Regions from separate parts of the Mus musculus genome. Here regions 1 and 2 are each linked to region 3. A link is a contact called in public promoter capture Hi-C data. All regions are on one chromosome and are shown on one strand. The core of a region is the stretch at or near the end of the contact, and the rest is flanking DNA. Distances in the headings are between cores, read along the strand shown. Region 1 has its middle 8.0 kb from the start of Gm18905. Region 2 holds the start of Tsks (testis-specific serine kinase substrate). Region 3 holds the start of Pold1 (polymerase (DNA directed), delta 1, catalytic subunit).

What was found. Promoter capture Hi-C pulls out the DNA fragments that hold promoters and counts their contacts.
Region 1: a promoter capture Hi-C map of hippocampal neurons shows a contact between it and region 3, with 1.6 times the contacts expected there. The contact joins the enhancer-like site here to the promoter of Pold1 in region 3. A contact is called at or near these places in 17 of 39 promoter capture datasets (the 3T3-L1 cell line, the C10 cell line, the HPC-7 cell line and 10 more), 1 of 15 datasets of contacts at CTCF or cohesin (large pre-B cells), 2 of 484 Hi-C or Micro-C datasets (ECoMG-derived neutrophils and embryonic stem cells), 11 of 115 datasets of contacts at active chromatin or transcription factors (the 230-238 cell line, acute myeloid leukemia, bone marrow-derived macrophages and 5 more) and 3 of 9 other capture datasets (adipose tissue, liver and macrophages).
Region 2: a contact with region 3 is called in a promoter capture Hi-C map of embryonic stem cells. The contact joins the promoter of Tsks here to the promoter of Pold1 in region 3. A contact is called at or near these places in 4 of 39 promoter capture datasets (the 3T3-L1 cell line, embryonic stem cells, pre-B cells and 1 more), 1 of 484 Hi-C or Micro-C datasets (embryonic stem cells), 1 of 115 datasets of contacts at active chromatin or transcription factors (embryonic stem cells) and 1 of 9 other capture datasets (embryonic stem cells).

Annotation. Positions count from the first base shown.
Region 1 is chr7:44,279,265-44,283,146 of GRCm38.p6, reverse strand. It overlaps the pseudogene Gm18307. Among named protein-coding and RNA genes, the nearest start is that of Gm18905, 8.0 kb to the right of the region's middle. Within about 2 kb of position 1,381, at least 13 of the 459 cell types and tissues checked have an H3K27ac peak or open chromatin away from gene starts, as enhancers often do. A contact at or near this core is called in hippocampal neurons, where this site is marked.
Region 2 is chr7:44,941,034-44,944,956 of GRCm38.p6, reverse strand. It overlaps Tsks (testis-specific serine kinase substrate), which reads right to left and starts at 1,717. Exons shown (of 11, transcript NM_011651.2): 1 at 1,504-1,717; 2 at 953-1,175. The coding sequence starts at 1,673.
Region 3 is chr7:44,546,474-44,550,476 of GRCm38.p6, reverse strand. Pold1 (polymerase (DNA directed), delta 1, catalytic subunit) reads left to right here and starts at 1,662. Exons shown (of 27, transcript NM_011131.3): 1 at 1,662-1,722. It overlaps Nr1h2 (nuclear receptor subfamily 1, group H, member 2), which reads left to right. Exons shown (of 10, transcript NM_001285517.1): 9 at 1-177; 10 at 346-861. The coding sequence ends at 492.

The sequences.
Region 1 (3,882 bases), core at 132-2,631, 270 kb after region 3:
ATATGCTTTTAGAGTAGAGTAGTCTCACAGAGTTTCTCCCGATCCGCTTGTTTATTTATTTATGTATTTATCTGTTTTGTTTTGTTGTTGTTCTGGGGACTTGAACTCTGGGCCTCACACAAGCCTTCTATGGTTGAGTCACACCCCAGTCCCTACTGGGGAATTCTAGGTAGGGGTGTCCCCAAAACACACCCCTGCCCTTCAGTGGGATATCCTAGGCAGGGGCAGCTCCTGACCCACATGTCCTGCTTTGTTCTCACATCTACCTTGATATAGGTCTCACTAAGCTCCCTGGGCTGGCCTAGCCTTAACTTTATTCTGCAGGCCAAGCAGATCTTTACCTGTGACTCTCCTGCCTCAGCCTCCTGAGCAGCTAGAATAACATGTGTATGTCCTGAGACTCTACTTGATTTTCTTTCATGGTTTCTCTTCCTTCAGTTGGATCATATCTATTGACTTGTCTTCAAAGTCATTAATTTCATCCCCAGTCTGTAAAATGTAAACAATTCCAATTGCTTTTTGAGCTTTCTGAATTTCCACTTAATTACTTTCACTGTTTCAGTATCCTATGATCCCCTGGCTAGTCATTTCTTGTGCCTTATTGCCTAGAAACCTCCAGTGAGGGGCTTGGGTGTGGCTATGTGGTAGAGACCTTACCTACAAGGCAGGAACCCCTAACCCTCACCCCCACACATACAATGTGAAGATATGAATGGCTTTGTCTTGGGGAGTGGGGGCATGAATTTTAGTGAGATGTCATTGGTGGCTCTGACATGTGGTTTTTCTTCTCCTGCAAGAAATGCCAGCCTGTGGAGGTGTGGTATCTCTGCTAGCTCACCATCACTGTCCTGTTTGTGTCCTGTGTTGTTGGAGTCCTGGGCAACGAGCTGGTGCTGTGGATGGCTGTGTGATGCTGTGTTCTGCATGGCTCACACTGTCCCTATGATCTGGTTCTTCAGCCTGGCCCTGGCTGACTTTACTGTCCTCTTGTCTGTGCCCATTTCCATGTGTATCATAGTCCATGGCTGGTGGCCTTCTGCTAACTTGATCTGTAAACTCTGCATGGCCTTTCTGGTTCCCACTTTCTTCATCAGCATCTATTTGCTGTGGATCATTTTTGTGGATCCCTGCATCTTGGTCCTGCACCGTGTGTGGGCCAGAAACCACAGAACGGTGCAGCGAGCCACATGGCTGTCCATGGTGGTGTGGCTGCTGGAAGCTGCTGCCTGCTCTCTATACTTGAAGTTCTGAACTACTGGGAAATTATATGGCTGTGAATGTTGCTACTTCCACTTCAATTCAGAGAAAGAGACAGGGCAGGATTGGAGTGCAATGGTTGCTAAGCAACAGACAGCAATAGCCATCACCCACTTGCTGCTTGGCTTCCTAGTACTCTTGACTGTCATCAGCGTCTGTGCCCATTGCATCCGGTCCAGGCTTCGGACGAAGGGCTGGGTGCATGCAAGGCGGTTCAAGAAGCTGCTGCTGGTGGTTGTAAGCACCTTCCTCATCTTCTGGTTCCCTTTGAAGGTGGTGCTCTTGGTGAAGTCAGTGCTTCTGATGTCTTTACAGCAGCCTCACTATCCCAAGACAGAGCTCATCTCATGGCTGTCTTCGCCTTGGGCTGCCTCAACCCCTTCCTCTATGTCTTCATCGGCAGAGATTTCCAGCAGTAAAATTTTCAGTCTCTATCTTCTGCCCTGGCTAGAGTGTTTGGGGAAAAGGGTTTTATCAGTCATCCTGTCCCTGAGGCCAATACCCCAGCAGAGGGTAGAAACCTTACAGTTCAAACTAGAAGTCCACCTTCATAGTCTGTAAACAAATACATTAACTTCTGAGACAAGCTTCTACCACTATTAAGTCCTCCCAGCAATCCACCCTCAGAAGCCTTCTTAGTATTGGCACAGCATCTATTTCCCAAATGGTGAATAGTGAAAACAAAACTACATTTCCCAGTATCCTTTGCAACTATATATAGCCATGTGACTGAAATTTGGGCAATAGTCTGTTAAGTATGCAATGTAACTTCCTCAAAGGGACTAAATGCGAGAGCTCTGTCCACCCTTCTTTAGTTTGACTAGAAATGGAATGTATTAGCCAGTTTTTGCTAATTGATGAACATCCCCTTTCAAGTGTAAAGGCATTTAAAAAACAGAACCCACATGGGGCTGGAGAGTTGGCTCAGTGATTAAGAGCACTGGTAGCTCTTACAGTAGATCTGATTTTGATTCCCAGCACCCATGTGCTAATGTACAACTGTCCATACAGTTGCAGGGGATCCGGCACCCTCTTCTCTGCTAGAACCAAGCTTAGTCATACATGCAAACAAAACACTCATGCACATTGTCTTAGGGTTTTATTTCTGTGAACGGACACCATGACCAAGACAGCTCTTATTAAGGACAACATTTCATTGGGGCTGGCCTACAGGTTCAGATATTCAGTCCATTATCATCAAGACAGGAGCATGGCAGCATCCAGGCAGGCATGGAAGAGCTGAGAGTTCTACATCTTGGTCCAAAGGCAAACAGGAGAATATTGGCTTCCATGCATCTAGGATGAGGATCTCAAAGCCCATCCCCACAGTGACACATATCCTCCAACAAGGCCACACCTCCTAATTGTTCCACTCCCTGGGCCAAGCATATACAAACCATCACACATGTTATTTAAGTAAATCCAAAGACCAAAAAAACCTCTTATGATTTCTGCAGCTCAGCAGTTTGGGTTGGGATCAGCTGAGCATTTTTCCCATCGCAGTTAGACTCTCTCATGCTGTTCTGAGGAGCAGTTGGCTATTGTCTGGGATGAGCACACTGACTAAGCCATAGAGTTTCCATTCTCCCACATACTTGCTTTGTGTGTATGCCTCTCTCTCTCTCTCTCTCTCTCTCTCTCTCTCTCTCTCTCTCTCTCTCCGTGTGTGTGTGTGTGTGTGTGTGTGTGTGTGTGAGTGTGACTGTGTGAGTGTGGATCTAAGGACAGCTTAGATCTTACTCCTCAGGTGCCATAAACCTAACTTTTTAGACAGTGTCTCTCACAGGTCAGGAACTCACCAAATAGACTAGGATTGCTGGCCAGAGAGTCTGTGGGATCTATCTGTCTCTGCCTCCCTGAGACTGAGATTACAAATGTGCAAAATCACATCTGAGCTTTCTAATGTGGGTTCTAGGGATTGAACTCAGGTCGCTGTGTTTTACACGGCAGTACTGTAGTGACTGAGCTTCTCCCAGGCCCACTAGAGAGGGGTTTACAAGTGAGAGGCAAGGTGACAAGTGGGAATTGGTGACTTCTGCTTCATGCTACTGGGTATGGCAAGTTTCAAGGCTGTCCAGAATCCAGGCTTGAAGGACAGGGCTTGCCTTTTCAAGGGAAGACCTGTAAAGTGACATTGCACAGAAGAAGCAGAACAGCCATTTTGTACCCTGCTACAGTCACTGTGTAAGATGTTCTGCGTCATGGAATCCTGGTGATGGTCTTGGGATGTGGGCTCTGAGGAAAGGATGGCAAATCTCTCTCTCTCATTCTCTCTCTCTCTCATTCTCTCTCTCTCTCATTCTCTCTCTCTCTCTCTCTCTCTCTCTCTCTCTCTCTCTCTCTGTGTGTGTGTGTGTGTGTATACATGCTATGGCATGCATGTAGAAGTCAGAGAACAACTTTCTGGGGTTGACTCTCTCCTTCTACCTTGTGGGTCTTGGGAAACCTAACTCAAGGCAGCAAGCACATTTGGGGGGACAGCCATCACACTGGCCCAGGACTATGTGTAAATCAAGATAGTAGATGTTTCTACTACCCAGTTGGAATCAGGTTGTCCACCAACTGAAACCCTAAGCAGCCCCTAACTAGTGCATCTCATAAGTACTCCTTCCCTCCTTAGTGTGG
Region 2 (3,923 bases), core at 468-2,967, 390 kb before region 3:
TGGGTGGGTAGGGGAGTGGGTGGGAGGGTATGGGAGACTTTTGAGATAGCATTGGAAATGTAAATGAGGAAAATACCTAATAAAAAGTATTTAAAAAAAGAATCAATTAAGATGGTATTTCAAAGGCAATTTTCAAAATATAAAGTGCTATAGAAATGTGTATGATTGCTATCTATTAAATGGAATTTTGGCAGCAAACAAACAAAAAGAAATCTCTAGCTCAACCGTATAAACCCACTAGTTCCAATTCTTTTTTTTTTTTTCCCTACACAGAAGCCTCAAACCTTAGTATGCTGCTGCATGTCTTTAATTCCAGCCAGTGGCAGAGGCAGGAGGATCTCTGTGAGTTCTAGGCCAGTCTGATCTACAGAGAGAATTCCAGACCAGCCAGAGCTACATAGTAAGACCCTGCCTCAAAAACAAAGTCAACAACAAAAGTAAGGCCTCAAGCAGCTGAGGTGACAGTTTGGAGTTGTTCCTCCTCCTGACATCTCATCTTAGGCTTTCCGGGGAATATTTATCAATTATCAAGCTGGGGGTGTGCATTCAGGCCTCTCCTCCCAGCTACTTGGAAGGCTGGGGCAGGAGGCCTGCAAATTCAAGGCTGGACTGCACTAAGGAGTAAGACCCTGTCTAAAGATAAAGGACAAGCTTGGCGTGGCACAGTGGTAGAACTTGCCTAGAACCCTCCAGTAAGGGCCTGGGGCCATGGCCCAGTGTGTTCTCTCTAGTGTTCTTTAGGATGAAACCGAGGGCTTGCATTGGCTAGCCAAGTGCTCAACCTCTGAGCTATACCCCTACCCCCAGGAGACCTTTCCTGATAGATACCGTTATTAAAGCCTGTCTTCTGGTCTCAGGGACTATAACTTCTTCTAAACTAGATTGACTCCCCTCCTCTGATCTGCCTACCTCCAGTGAGTAGACTGTGGCCCACCCCGTGTCAGCTGCTCACCAGTAGTTCTGTGATGTCAGGGTCCTCTGGAGCCCAGGGTGTTGTAGGGGAAGCAGGTGGCCCTGGCAGTGCCAGTGGACCACTGTCCTCTGTGGTCGAGTCTGTGCCCGAGGAGTCGGGCTCCACGGCAGCCAGGTTGAGCAAGGACACGTTGGTGCAGGCAGAGGACCGCTTGAGGTTCAGGCACCAGTGCATCGGCTCGTGGGACATCCGGGGCTCCACCCTGCAGATGACCCAGGAGACAGTGGGAAGGGGGGACCGGAGGAGCGGGCCTTATGTCCTCAACACAGCTCCTGCACCCTCTGAAGCCATTGACCTCCTGCTTCCTTGATTCCTTTACCTACCATTTCCCTGTTGCCTTCCAGCCTCGCCCCCACCCCCACCCCCAACCCTCTCCTGATTCCTTCCATCACTTCTCCTGACTCTCCCTTCAACCCCCCACCTTTTTTCCCTACCACCTCCGTAATGCCCTCTTCTTCGTCCCTTCTTGCCCTAAGCATCCATGCTTTGCTGTAGGCCATGTTGTCACCAACAGGGTGCAGGAAACCCACCCATGGAAGGACACAGCCTTCTTTTTTTTCGTTATCCCTTTGGCAGGGCTGGTCACCCCCCCGGGAGCCTCGGGGACCAGCTGGGCACGGCTTTCTACCCCCGCAGGTGGGTCCCCCGCTTCGTGGATCTCTTTGGATTGCCAGATTGTCTTCACCACCACGCTTGCCATGGTGCGGGGGGCCTGCTCCCAGGGGGAGACTCACCATCTACTCTGCCCTCCCCCCCCGGCGCTCAGGGTCCCCTAGCTCCTGGCCTGGGTCACAAAGGGCCTAACCACTGGGTCACAGAGAGGGGTAAGGGGGAGAATAGGTGCTGGCTTGGCTGTCCCCTGTAGACCTCAGTGGACTCTTCCGGCCCTGGCTTTGATTGTACAGCTCTCTCATTCCAGTCTAGAGCACACGGTGGACTGGGTTCTAACCCTGCAGCCAGCTTTGGGATCCAGTCCCAGATCATCTATCTTGCTTCGTGCCTTGCCTAGGATCTGAGAGACAGAATGGGATTATTTCCAAGCCCTTCCCTGAAGGACTTAGTGCTCTGTGAGCATCTGGGAGGCAGAGTTGAGAAGAGAGACACTCAAACAAAAAGATCCCAGCATCAGCCATGCCACAGAGAGAGTCAGGAGAAATCATGGCAATATGTCCTCACAGCTTCTCAACATGTGGTTGGGATTTAGCCTTCATACTGTCTGTGAACTTTACTTTTTGTTTGTTTGTTTGTTTGTTTTGGTTTTTCGAGACAGGGTTTCTCTGTGTAGCCCTGGCTGTCCTGGAACTCACTTTGTAGACCAGGCTGGCCTCGAACTCAGAAATCGCCTGCCTCTGCCTCCCAAGTGCTGGGACTAAAGGCATGTACAACAGCACCCAGTAATTTTACCTATTAAGAAAAGAATCCAGCGTCCTGTATCATTGGCTCCGTGTTTCAAGAGTACTTGCTGCTCTTCTAGAATTCCTAGAATTCAATCCCCAGTCTCAAATGACAGCTCACAAACATCTATAACTCTAGTCACAGAGTATTTGGGACTCTGATGACCTCTTCTGGCCTCTAAGAGCACCAGGTATACAAGGTGGTACACAGACATATATGCAAGCCAAACACTCATATACATGAAACAAAAATAATGAAATCTCAAAAAAAATAAAAATAAATAACTGGGTGGTAGTGGTACATGCCTTTAGTCCCAGCACTCAGAGACAGAAGCAGGTAGATCTCCCAGTTCAAAGGCAGCCTGGTCTATGGAGTGAGTTCCAGGACAGCCAGAGCTATGCAGAGTATAATCCTGTCTCAAAAAGCCAGAAAACCGTGCTGGGCATGGTGGTGCACACCTTTAATCCCAGCACTCCGGAGGCAGAGGCAGGCAGATTTCTGAGTTCGAGGCCAGCCTGGTCTACACAGAGAAACCCTGTCTCGAAAACAAACAAACAAACAAACACCCAGAAAACCCAAGAAACAAATAACCAAAAAAAGAAAGAAAGAAAGAAAGAAAGAAAGAAAGAGAAAGAAAGAAAGAAAGAAAGAGGTGGGGGAGAGAATGAATATCTAGGGCTAGGAGATTGCGCAGTGTGTAGAGGTGCCTGCCACGCTGAGTTCAATCTCCCTGGACCCACATTTCAAAGAGAAAAGCTAAACATTGTGATGTGTTTGTATTCCCAGGACTAGGGAGGAACAGACGGGCAGGTCCCTGGGGTTTGCTGCCCAAATCAGGGAGCAAACAAACAAACAACAATGAAAACCACAGAGCATGTATGTGTACACACACAGGAATACTGGTATCTTAGGCCTACAGCCCCATACTTGGGAGGTGGAGTCAGGAAGAGCAAGAGTTTAAGGTTGGCCCTGGGCACACAGCAAGTCTGGGTCCAGTCTGAGCTCCACAGGATCAATTCTCAAAAACAAAAATGGAAGCCAGTCTTGGTTTATAAAGTTCAAGAGTGGCCTCAGCTTTGTTGAGTTCCAGCCTAGCACAGGCTGAGTTAAACTTTATATCAAATGGAACAAAAAGCTCAGAAAGGCTGCAGCTGTGGCTCAGCTGACAGAGTCCCTGCTCAGGCTCTTCCAGGAAGCTCTGGGTTCCATCCCAGCACTGGGAGGCGGAGGCAGGAAGACAGTGAGTTCAAGGTCATGCTCAGCTACATAGAGAGCTTGAGGCCAACCTGGGTTTCATGGAACAAAGTTTTTGAGAGGATAATATTTGAGGATTAAATAAAGTGTATAGATGGTCCTTATGACATCTAGCTTTTAAATTAAATTATTTTATGCATGGGTGTTTTTCCTGCATGTACCTCTGTGCACAGCATGTGTGCCTAGTGCCTGGGGAGGCCAGAGCAAGATGTCAGATACTCTGGGACTGGAGCTATAGATAGGTGTGAGCTGCTATGTGGGTGCTGAGAATCAAACCCCAGTCCTCTGGAAAGGCAGTCAG
Region 3 (4,003 bases), core at 413-2,912:
GAGTTCTCGCGGGCCATGCGGCGGCTGGGCCTGGACGATGCAGAGTATGCCTTGCTTATCGCCATCAACATCTTCTCAGCCGATCGGCCTAATGTGCAGGAGCCCAGCCGTGTGGAGGCCCTGCAGCAGCCCTACGTGGAGGCGCTCCTCTCCTACACGAGGATCAAGCGCCCACAGGTACGGGAGCTGCCTGTTGTATATGAGCAGTCTCAGTATTGGGGTCCAGTGGCACATGTTGGGCACACTGAGCCTGGGGCCTGACCACTCAGGGTGCTGGCTTTCCAGACAAAGCTGGCTTTGCAGGACAGGGCCCCAGCAGGACCGACTTGCCTCCTCTCCCTGCAGGACCAGCTCCGCTTCCCACGCATGCTCATGAAGCTGGTGAGCCTGCGCACCCTCAGCTCCGTGCACTCGGAGCAGGTCTTTGCATTGCGACTCCAGGACAAGAAGCTGCCGCCCTTGCTGTCCGAGATCTGGGATGTGCACGAGTAGGGGCAGCCACAAGTGCCCCAGCCTTGGTGGTGTCTTCTTGAAGATGGACTCTTCACCTCTCCTCCTGGGGTGGGAGGACATTGTCACGGCCCAGTCCCTCGGGCTCAGCCTCAAACTCAGCGGCAGTTGGCACTAGAAGGCCCCACCCCACCCATTGAGTCTTCCAAGAGTGGTGAGGGTCACAGGTCCTAGCCTCTGACCGTTCCCAGCTGCCCTCCCACCCACGCTTACACCTCAGCCTACCACACCATGCACCTTGAGTGGAGAGAGGTTAGGGCAGGTGGCCCCCCACAGTTGGGAGACCACAGGCCCTCTCTTCTGCCCCTTTTATTTAATAAAAAAACAAAAATAAAGTTTGAGTACAAGCCATTCCTGAGCCCAGTGTGGAGAGGGTGGGCCATCTCTCTGCCCAGGTGACTGCGCTTGGTCTAGGTTCAGGCCACAGGGGTAGGGGTCGCTCCGCCGAAGACAGGTTATCTTCATACAGCATAGTTTGAGACACTAAGGCGGATGGAGGCCAGTGGAAAAGGAGAGGAACTTTAAGAGGAGGGTCTCAAAAGAACACTTCTTTTTTTTTTTTTTTTTTTTTTTAATTTTATTTATTTTATTATTATATGTAAGTACACTGTAGCTGTCTTCAGACACACCAGAAGAGGGCATCAGATCTCATTATGGGTGGTTGTGAGCCACCATGTGGTTGCTGGGATTTGAACTCCGGACCTTTGGAAGAGCAGTCGGGTGCTCTTACCCACTGAGCCATCTCACCAGCCCAAAAGAACACTTCTTAGGGCCAGGTTTTCAAAAGCTGAGGACTGCATCTGGCCATGAGTGTCATAAGTCAGGAAATGATTTGTGGGGCAACAGAAGTTATACAAGAACCTGGGCGTGTAGGGACTCTGAGGAAAACAGAAAAGAAGCTTGCTTCTAGCAAAGCATCAGGGTAGCATCCACTGTGGCAGTCTTCTAACGCTCCTGCAGTGGGCGCTCGGGGACCGCAGGCCAAACCCCTAAGAGCCAGGATGCTGGGGGCGTGTCCTTGTTCCGTTAGCGTCATGGGGCGGGGCCACTTGCGAGAGGCGTGGTTGTGGGTCCTCCAGAGTGGGACGTGGTTTGATCGCCCAAGCGGGCTAGGGGCGGGACCCAGCGGGCGCGCCGCAGCTCTGGGCCTGCGCGCAGAGGGTTCAGGGGTCACGGCGGCGTATCTTGTGGCGGGAAAAGCTGTTTGAGGCGGTAAGTAAGGAAGAAGAGTATGGGGCGCTCGGTCGCGCAGCTGACGCCTCGAGCAGAGTGCTCGCAGAATGTCTGCAGCTGGGGGAAGGATAGAGCAAGGCTGGCAATGCAAAGGACAGATCCCCTGGAGCTTAGGACCTGGGGTGCGCTGGACTGTCCGGGTGTGGGCTCAGCGGCGTGCACGCTAGCCAGGAGGGAGGGGCCGGAGGTGCAGGGCGTTGGTGCCTGTTCCGCTGTTCGAGAGACAAGGCGACGGTATCAGAAAGTCCAGCAAGAAGTAGGAATGAGCCGGGAATAGTGGCGCACTTTTATCCCCCGCACTCGTGAGGCAGAGACAAGCGGATCTCCGAGTTTGAGGCTAGTTTAGTTTACAGAGTGAGATCCAGGATAACCAGGGATACACAAGAGAAACCCTGCCTCAAAACCCCAAATTTTTTTTAAAAAGTAGGAATGGGAGGAAAAGTAATGCCTTAGAGCCTTTTCTTTTTTTCTTAGTGCGTGCGCTATGATGCGCACGTGGAGATCTGAGGACAACTTTGTGGCGTTGTCTCTTTCCGCTATGTGGATTCCCTAAGATCTAACTCAGGCTGTTCAGCTTGGCCAACAAGCTCAAATATCCATTCCGCTGTCACATCGGGCCCCATGTGATGCTTTATATACTAAATAGAACAAGCAAATTGATACTAGATGGGACAGTCTGCTTACCCAGTTTGGTGTTTGGTGGGGGAGGTGAGACATATCCCACAGTCCCAGAGCAACTGTCACTGCAGGGTCCCAGGGGAGGAGCCAGGTGTGAAGCTGGCAGTGTGTGAGGTACCCTGGGGAAAATGAATGGTTACTGTTTTAGTGTGCCACCATCACCACAGCGGGAGTGGGAGTGAAGACAGCTGTCCTGCAGGATGCTGCAGCTTCAGAGAGCATCCCTCTAGCGAGTGGGGCTTGCACCTGGGTCTGACTGTCCTGAGGGGAATGGGAACGTTGTGCCTCCAAGAACATCCCTGTCCGGGAAAAGGGGAGACTGAGGTGACAGAAGCAGTTTGTGGGAGTGGAGGAGCTTAAGGGGCCACCCCTCCAGGAGAGGTACAGGAATCCTTGGATCTGGCAGCCCTGGGAGAGGTGACATGAAACAATTGTTCAGCCTTTGGAGGCAGGAGGATGGCATGTTCTAAGCCTGCTAGGGCAGCTTGGTGAGATGATGTCTCAAAATGAATAAGAGAGCCAGGATGTAGTTAGTGGTACAGCCTAGAATCCCTCAGTGAGGGGTTGGGGTGGGACTCAGTATTGAGCCCTGCTGAGTTAAACCCCCAGACCTCTACTGGCTTTTGAGACTCAGGCTTTCTAGCTCAGACTTGGCTTTGAATTTGCCTTTGAGGCATACAGCTTGGATTATGGGTAATGGCAGATCCAGTATGGATTGGCTTATATCTGGGAGGTATGTTGTGAGTGACTTACTGGCGAAGCTACTGTTTGTCATAGCACCGCCTTCCCACTCTGGTCTGTGGGAGCCAGCTCCACTGCTTCCCCCGCCTCCTTCCGGAGCTGTGTGTGTGTGTGTGTGTGTGTGTGTGTGTGTGTGCGCGCGCGCGCGCGCATGCTTCCTGACCTGGTGATGGAGGGATGCTCATTTTCTGTGCAGTGCAAAGCCATGTCCCCATGTCAGTGGTCCTCAGTGGTGTCCTGCAGCTTTATTAGTGCAGCGCGTGAACTTGTGTGTTTGGTTGAACTGTTTGGAAGTTGTAGCTGGCATGATATTTCACCACCAGCACCCTACCCAGGGTCCCCTAAAAGCAGCATCTGCTTGCATCAGCACAGGGACCTGATCTGCCAGCTCGACATGGGGCAGTGCAGGTCCTGCCTGCCTTTCCTTGACTGGCTTCTCCTATACTTAGGAGACTGGCAGGGCACCTGCAGTCCCTACTCCAAACACAGAGCCTTACCCCCCAGCTTTTTAAAATCTGATCTTGCAATACAGTGTGGGGCTAAGCTTGAACTCACGATCCTCCCATCTAGGCTTCCCAGGTAACTAGCCGCAGGATAATCCTTTCTTTAGATGTCTTTGTCTTTTTTAAAATATAAAACAAAAGTAGAAGCAGGCCATTCCACGCCTTGATTTACCTACTAGAGACAAAGCCTCTTTGAGACCTTTCACATTATCGTATGGCTTCCTCATTTCTTTATACAGCTGCATAGTACTCCATTGAATAGTACTAAGGGACTCTTGAAACTGTCCCCCTGGGGAGGACATTTAGGTGGTTTCCAGTCCTTAGAGATTTTAAACAAT